Regions from separate parts of the Mus musculus genome. Here region 2 is linked to region 1. Evidence: chromatin contacts called from public HiChIP or PLAC-seq data. All regions are on one chromosome and are shown on one strand. Each heading gives the region's core, a stretch centred on a gene start, on an enhancer-like site or on the middle of the called end of the contact. The rest is flanking DNA. Distances are from core to core; before and after follow the strand shown.

Evidence for each region. HiChIP or PLAC-seq counts read pairs in DNA pulled down with a chosen protein or histone mark.
Region 2: a FOXA1 HiChIP or PLAC-seq map of pancreatic cancer cells shows a contact between it and region 1. The contact joins two enhancer-like sites.

What each region holds. Positions count from the first base shown.
Region 1 is chr9:40,774,386-40,778,253 of GRCm38.p6, reverse strand. It overlaps Clmp (CXADR-like membrane protein), which reads right to left. Exons shown (of 7, transcript NM_133733.5): 5 at 3,769-3,868. Among named protein-coding and RNA genes, the nearest start is that of Hspa8, 25 kb to the left of the region's middle. Within about 2 kb of position 1,618, at least 50 of the 459 cell types and tissues checked have an H3K27ac peak or open chromatin away from gene starts, as enhancers often do. A contact at or near this core is called in pancreatic cancer cells, where this site is marked.
Region 2 is chr9:41,486,558-41,490,425 of GRCm38.p6, reverse strand. All of the region lies in intron 3 of Mir100hg (Mir100 Mirlet7a-2 Mir125b-1 cluster host gene), which reads right to left. Among named protein-coding and RNA genes, the nearest start is that of Mir100, 43 kb to the left of the region's middle. Within about 2 kb of position 2,120, at least 29 of the 459 cell types and tissues checked have an H3K27ac peak or open chromatin away from gene starts, as enhancers often do. A contact at or near this core is called in pancreatic cancer cells, where this site is marked.

The sequences.
Region 1 (3,868 bases), core at 369-2,868:
AGATGGTTGTTAGCCAGCATGTGGTTGCTGGAGATTGAACTCCGGGCCTCTTAGCCACTGAGCCATCTCTCCAGCCCATGATGCCATTTACAAGGTCACACTCACTTGACATTCTACCAGAACGTGCACTCAGGGTTTACGTGGTCTCTGAAGTTTCACTACACTATATTTTCTCTTTTCAAGTCTACAGACAATAATAAAAGGTGCTAGAATTTATACTGGCCAAGAATATAGCAGTACTTAGTTCCCCCCACCCCATTTTTAGTTTATTTAAAAAATATTTCTTTGTGACTCTAGCTGCATATATATCAAGAGATGGCCTAGTCGGTCATCACTGGAAAGAGAGGCCCATTGGACTTGCAAACTTTATATGCCCCAGTACAGGGGAACACCAGGGCCAAAAAGGGGGAGTGGGTGGGCAGGGGAGTGGGGGTGGGTGGATATGGGGGACTTTTGGTATAGCATTGGAAATGTAAATGAGTTAAATACCTAATAAAAAATGGAAAAAAAATATTTCTTTGAAGCAAGGTTTCAAGTAGCCTAGACTGGCCTCAATTTTTTTTTTTTTTGGTTTTTTTGAGACAGGGTTTCTCTGTATAGTCCTGGCTGTCCTTGAACTCACTTTGTAGACCAGGCTGGCCTCGAACTCCGAAATCCGCCTGCCTCTGCCTCCTGAGTGCTGGGATTAAAGGTGTGCGCCACCACGCTCGGCCTCAAATTCTTTATATAAGAGAATGACATTGAATTCTGGATCTTTCTACATCCACCTCCTAAGTACTGGAATTATAGATATGTACCACCAGGCTAAAGAACCATTTTGTTGTTGTTGTTGTTTCAATACATAATCTTCCTAATAACTGGTATTATTATTATTTATGTGTGTATGTGTGTGTGTGTGTGTGTTTGAAACCCAGCCTTGGTTTATAGCCCAGACTGATTTTGAATCTATGATCCTCCTGACTTTAAGATTTTTACTAACACCATAGCTTGAAATAAAAAGGGCAGATGTTCAGTTGACACGAAAGCCAGCTCATACGTTTTCAGTGAAGACCTTGTTAAATTTGTAGGACAACTGATACTTGAAAGGGCAGAAGTACTTGACAATTTGTAACTCGATGATGGCAACTTACAGCAGAAAGATTCCTATTCCAGCTAAACAGGTGACCACAGAAATCACAGATTTTGTAGAACATTAACTATTTTGCTGCCTGCCCCAGCAAGCTTCACAGTCTCCAAGTTAAAGTGTCTTTGTCCCTAATCTAATGTCTCAAGTGGCCTTTGGACCAGTTTTAACATCTTAACAGTTCTTTCTTTCATTAAGTGATAAAGTAGTTTTTGGTTGATTGGTTGTTTTTTTTTTTAAGCTTGCTTTCTTTCTTTCTTTCTTTCTTTCTTTCTTTCTTTCTTTCTTTCTTTCTTTCTTTCTTTCTTTCTTTCTTTCTTTCTTTTGTGTGCTGCATGTGGGGTGGTGCTGGGTAGGCACGTCCCCTCCCGCCCCCCAACTCTCCAGTGGCTGCCACAGGACAACTAAAGGAAGTTGTTTCCTTCCTTCCACCATGTGAGTCCTGGACATAGACCTTCAGACCATTAGGCTTGGTGCCAAAGAGCCTTATCTGCCCGAACACTCTTACTGCCCGTGACTCACTCGTAGTAAATGAAATACAGACGTGATCAGAAGTAATGGCAGGTCACATCTGAGACTTTGGTTATACAAATCAGTACAATTCTCAGTTCTCAAGTCTCTACATCTCAAACGCCTGTGTCAGGCCGCATCTCATCAAAAAGCTGGGGGAGAGGGGGCTTGGAACTTTCAGGTCATGAGGGAAGCCAGCTGTGAATTTGTTTTTTTGTTTTTTGTTTTTTGTTTTTTTTTTCTTTTTTAAGAGAGCCTATGTGAAGAAAGAAGGCCTGCACCCAACAGCCACTGGGAGCCATTTTAGAGGGTAGCCTCCAGCCTCCAGGTCTTGCCACGTGTGCAGCACAGATGACAGACACTCTGTGTAACCTCTCCTGAGGAGACAGTGAGCCTGACTTCCCAGCTAGGCCACTTGCAGAAACTGAGACTAAGAAGTTTTAAGTGCAGGGGGATGGGGTGGGGACCTGAAGGGATGGCTCAGTGGTTAAGAGTGCTAACTGCTTCCAGAGTTCTGAGTTTAATTCCCAGCAACCACACAGTGGCTCACAACCATCTGTAATAGGGTCTGATGCCCTCTTCTGGTGTGTCTGAAGACAGCTACAGTGTACTCATACATAAATAAGTAATTATTTTTTTTAAAAAATGTTTTGTGCCAGGCATGGTGGCTCACACCTTTAATCCCAGCACTCAGGAGGCAGAGGCAGGTAGATTTCTAAATTCAAGGCCAGCCTGGTCTACAAAAGTGAGTTCCAGGACAGCCAGGGCTACACAGACACAGAGAAACCCTGTCTCGAAAAACCAAAAAAAAAAAAAAAAAAAGTTTTAAGTGCACTAAATTTGGGGTAATTTGTTCTACAGAAATAGATACAGATATTCAGGTTGGTTTTGTTTTGTAACTTGGTTTCTGATGTCTTTTACTTAAAACAGTGTTTAGTAGTCCCCAAGATGGGAAGGCTGCTGTCCTTGGCAGGCTATCATCTTTGTGGTCTATAAGCTTCAGAGCTGGTTAAGGCTATTGATTGCTTTTCTCCCTTGGCATATTTATTTATTTATTTATTTATTTACTTTGTTTGTTTGTTTTGAAACAGGGTTTTGTTATGTAGCCTGGGCTGTCCTCGAACTCACTATGTAGACCAGGCTGGCTTCAAACTCAGAAATCTACCTGTTTCTTTCTCGTAAATGCTAGTGGAATTAGAGGCATGAGCCACCACGCCTGGCTCTTTCCTTTCTTTAAAAAAAAAAAAATTAAAAGAAAAATTATATTACCAAGTAGCTCCAGCAGCTATCAAATTCATTATCCTCCTGTTCCAAGAGCTAGGATTACAGAATGTACCAAAACACCTGACCCTACTTTTTTGTTTTAATATATATATGTGTATATATATATATATTAGTTTTTCGAGACAGGGTTTCTCTGTATAGCCCTGGCTGTCCTGGAACTCACTTTTGTAGACCAGGCTGGCCTCGAACTCAGAAATCTTCTTGCCTCTGCCTCCCGAGCTCTGGGATTAAAGGCGTGCACCACCATGCCCGGCTTAATATATTTTCTAAAAGATTTATTTATTTAATGTATGTGAGTATACTGTCTCTGTCTTCAAACATATCAGAAGACATTGGATCCCATTACAGATGGTTGTGAGCCACCATGTGGTTGCTGGGAATGGAACTTAGGACCTCTGGAGAGCAGCCGGTGCTCTTAACCACTGAGCCATCCCTCCAGCCCCGTTTTAATATTTTTTGAGACAGGTTTTTATGTAGCTTTGATTAGCTCTAAACTTCTGTGTGTAGGGGGGCGGGGAGGGAGGGAGATGATCTTCAACTTCCGTTATCTGGCTTTCACCTTCTAAACTTGAGGATTACAGTGTGTATCTCTAAACTCACCCGTTCTCTGTTTCTGTCTCTAGAGTCTCTGTCTGTCTGTCTGTCTGCCTGCCTGCCTGTCTCTGTCTCTCTCTGTGTATGCACACACTTGTGTGTGTGTGTGTGTGTGTGTGTGTCTGGTGGTGGTGGTGGTGCTGGCATCCTACCCATGCATTATTGGGAAGTTGGGGGTTTAGCTCAGTGGCTATCATTCTAAAGGTCCTGGGTTTTTAATCTCCACCGTAAAAGGAAGACAACCCCGAGATACTCACACTGTACAGTCACCCGTACCACACAGCTCTCCTTTCCAGCCTCGTTGCCTGCTGTGCACTGGTAAAGCCCAGAGGAGGCCATGGTGAGATTCTGCAGCAG
Region 2 (3,868 bases), core at 871-3,370, 710 kb before region 1:
CACTCTGTCTGGGTGTTCTACCTCAGATTTATAAGAGTGGCAGACAGCTCACACATGCCAGAAGCCCCAGCTTAACTGATTTCACAACACTGCTGACTTGCTTGGCTCCAGGATCTTCCTGTTGAGTTTCAGAATTCTGAAATTTAAGATGCCATTGCTTAACATGTTGATAATTTTATTGCACCAGGAACTATGACCACACTGGTATGTGAAGTAGGGGGCAACCCTAGAAACTGAGGGCTGTAGGAATTTGTCCAAAAAAATAAAAAAATAAAAATAAAAAAGTGAGTCGCTGAGAGCCTCATCGCTTTGAGTATTCATAAGAACACCATCATTTGAACGGTTACTTATATAAGGAGAAGAGATTTTCCTACCTAAAAAAAAGTATTCTTAAGGCCTTGCATCCAGGACTCACAGATTCCCCTTAGTCCTGTAAAGGAGGCCCAGAGACTCATCTAAGAGAGGGCAGAGATCAGTCAACCTATCCAAGACTCCATTGTTGTAGACAAAGTCCCAAGTCTGTTTCACAGTCCTTGGATTACTTTTGTAGTTGTCAGTTCTATATAATAATATGAATTGAGTATCTGCTCATGGTCAGTTCCTGGATTTAGATGTGGAGATTTATAATCTTCTGATATGGCTCTTTCCTTGAAGGAGCTCAATGATTGAGACCCTGTCTCCTTGCTCAGTAATATCTATCTTTGGCTGACCTTGAACTCTAAAGAAGCAATGAAACGAAAGGTAAACGATATTGATCTCTACAATAAAGAACTGTAAGTGAAGCTAAGATTTATCACAACTTGTGCCATGTCCTCACTTGGGCCACCAGTCATTTGATCAAGGACATCTTGGTGATAAAGAGTTTAAAAGTATAGGGACTGTGTTGGTTGTAGAGTGCTTGCTTAGTGTGTGTGAAGCTCTCGGTTCAATCCCAGTGCTATGCTATAAAAAAAAGATGAATGAATGAATGAATAAATAAATAGATAAATAAATAAATAAATAAATAAAATTTCAACCTCAAGTCATACTCATATTTCATATTCAAATATATATAATATGAAAAGGCTAAGTTTGTAGAAAGGTGATTGAAATATGAGTTTGGAGTCAGCGAAAAATGAAAGTGAACTTTGGACAAATTGTATTTTGTACACACACACACACACACACACAAACACACACACAATTAGATTTCTAACAGAAAGACATGCTAGAAGTAGTATCTACATGTGTTCTTCATTATTTGAGTATGAGGTTGAGCTTAGAGATCTGGGTTTTAAAACACAAGTATGTCTGCTTAGTAAATGTTCAGGTTAAGTCAATAAAATACTGTGACTAAGAACTGAGGGGAAAGGTAAGCCTCCACTCAGACATATACTGGCTTTATATATATTAAAAAAAAAACTAAGATTTTTGTGGGGATGGGAAGTAGATAAAGATGTAACCACCCAGACAGGGTTTCTGAGGAAATGAAGGCTCACCAAAGATTATTAAAACCTATACATATGAGAGCCATATTCATTCATTCAACTAACATCTTAAGCTCGTACCATGAATGACGCCAAGTCCTGAACATACCCCAGTGAAGATGGCAAGATATTAGTGTTTTTTATTCTATTATTAGAATAGCCAAGAAACACTTTCAGGATAGAAGTCCCCAATACCCTGTAATCTGGATGAACTGGGCATAAGACAACTTTTTTAAAGTCAAATTTTTATTAGGAAAAAACAGGCCTTGGTCATTTTTTAAAAGTTTACAGTGTCGCTATAAGATAAACTTAGCCTAAGCAATGAATAAAAAGATGCATGCTAGCATAAAAATCATAGCTAAAAAATAAATAAATGAAGATTGATGGAGAGATTTCGGGTGGCTTATTTTTTTCCTGGAATGCTAATGCTTGCTATTGGAAAGTGGTAAATTTGAACATGATTAGCTAATTCTTCGTCTTAGTGACTAAAAGAAGGGCTGTAGGAGACGCATTTCCATTGAGCTCCCTTTTAGGGCTCTGAGTGGTAACTAGGTGAATTATAAGACCCTTTCTCCTCTCCCTTATCTGGCTCGAGTGTGAACTCCAGATTTGGAAACTCTTAGACATTGCTGGGAAATGTATCATAGATGGTGACTCACCCCTTAAAAGACAAGTGTGTAAATTGCCTTACCAGAGACAAGTCTTCTGCCAATCGCTCCCTTTCTTCCTAGGACAAGATTTTACTTCTTTCTCTCTGATTCATATCCTGAGGAAATCAACATGACACAAAATGTCTGCTGTGTTCAATTAAGAAAAAGAGTCTCCAACCCACACTTAGAGCACATAAGCTTTTGAAAATCCAGAGAATGTGCTATCTTTCCAAGAAGACTTCCCTCCAAAAGGCATTGGTGTCATGTAAGAGAACTGAACACCAATCATTGAATGCCTGCTCTACATAAAATCCCTTTAGCCAACAGACCTGCACCTGCAAAGTGGATTGGCCTCACCTAAATCTCGAGGAATAAGCAGGCAGAGGAGCAACAGGTAATCTAGGCTCACTGGGTGCCATTCTAAAGTAATAGTTTACATTAATCGAGAGCCTACCAGCATTCAGGTTCTACTTTAAGTTTTCCAAGTAACTTTAAGTTTTCTAAATCACTCCATAAGATCAAATATAAGTCCCTTTGTAGACCCTAACCCCAGTTAAGGCGGGGGGGGGGTGAGCTCAGAGTGGTGAATGACTTTTCTCAAGATGACATATTAGTAAGATGCACACTGCGGTGCAAACCTCCAGCAGTTGGGTACCAGAGTACGAACTTTCCGATTCCTCATTTCATCCTTGCAAAGGTTAGAACACTACCATCTCTGTCATGCACATGAGAGCACCTGGAGAAAGTAAGTGACATGATCAAGGGTGTAAAGATTACTGACTTGTTTGATCTGAGAGCTGAACTCAGTAGAGGCAAGGTCCCAGGGTTGTCCTGGCACTACGTCACATCAAGCATTCCCCACTTGGAGAAAGAAATGTGTACACTGGATGCTGCATGCGTTCACAGCCTCACGGGAGCTCCAGGAGGTTATGAACTGAATGTATTCTGGAGAGATTCTAGAAAAGAGGGGAAGGGCATTAGAATGGGAAAAAAAGTTGCCTAAGGAAAGTTCCTGTGGGTGAGGTAAAAGAATAGGCTGGTGACAAGAGTTGACTCTGTCTCTTGACACTGCCCTATCTCTACTCTGAAGAAAAGGAAAGGCTAGCCTTAGCAGGTGGTAGGAAGGCTCTATTACAGATATGGGTCATGCTCGGAACAGTAGAGGCCTGGAGGAGAGCAAAGAAGTTTTCTGAGATTACAGTAAAAGCTACTATCGATGATTCTGCCCCTCGCCCGGTAGGTCTCCAAAGGATCCCATCAAATACAAACTAGAAGAGTTACAAATCAAACCCATGCTCCCTCTTTAAAAGGGAATGAGAAAGGGCAGAAGGTGGGGAGGGGACGTCTCAATTTCAACATTTTCTAGGGATTTTTCCATGCAATTTATCCAGTAGAATAGGAAAATTGGATTTTTTTAAGGTTATTTTTGGCAACTTTTATTTTATTTATCCAGAGCTTTACTGGATAAATGAACTCAAATTTTGGCAGAATGTCGCTAAATCATGTGCTACTTTTATCTAACCCAAAGCCTAGGGCTCACCCTTCAGTAACAACATTCATTTGCTCAGAGGTCTCTAAGAGCAGTACTTTCAATAGCCTATGATGTTTGAGGAGGACTATGGGACCTCACTGGCCAACAACTCCAAAAGATCCTGGCACTTGTCTTTTTATGTGATAGCCTACAGTATCTACTAGAATCTACTGCTAAATGGAACACAACATCAAACGGACTCCTAATGGCTTATAGTTATA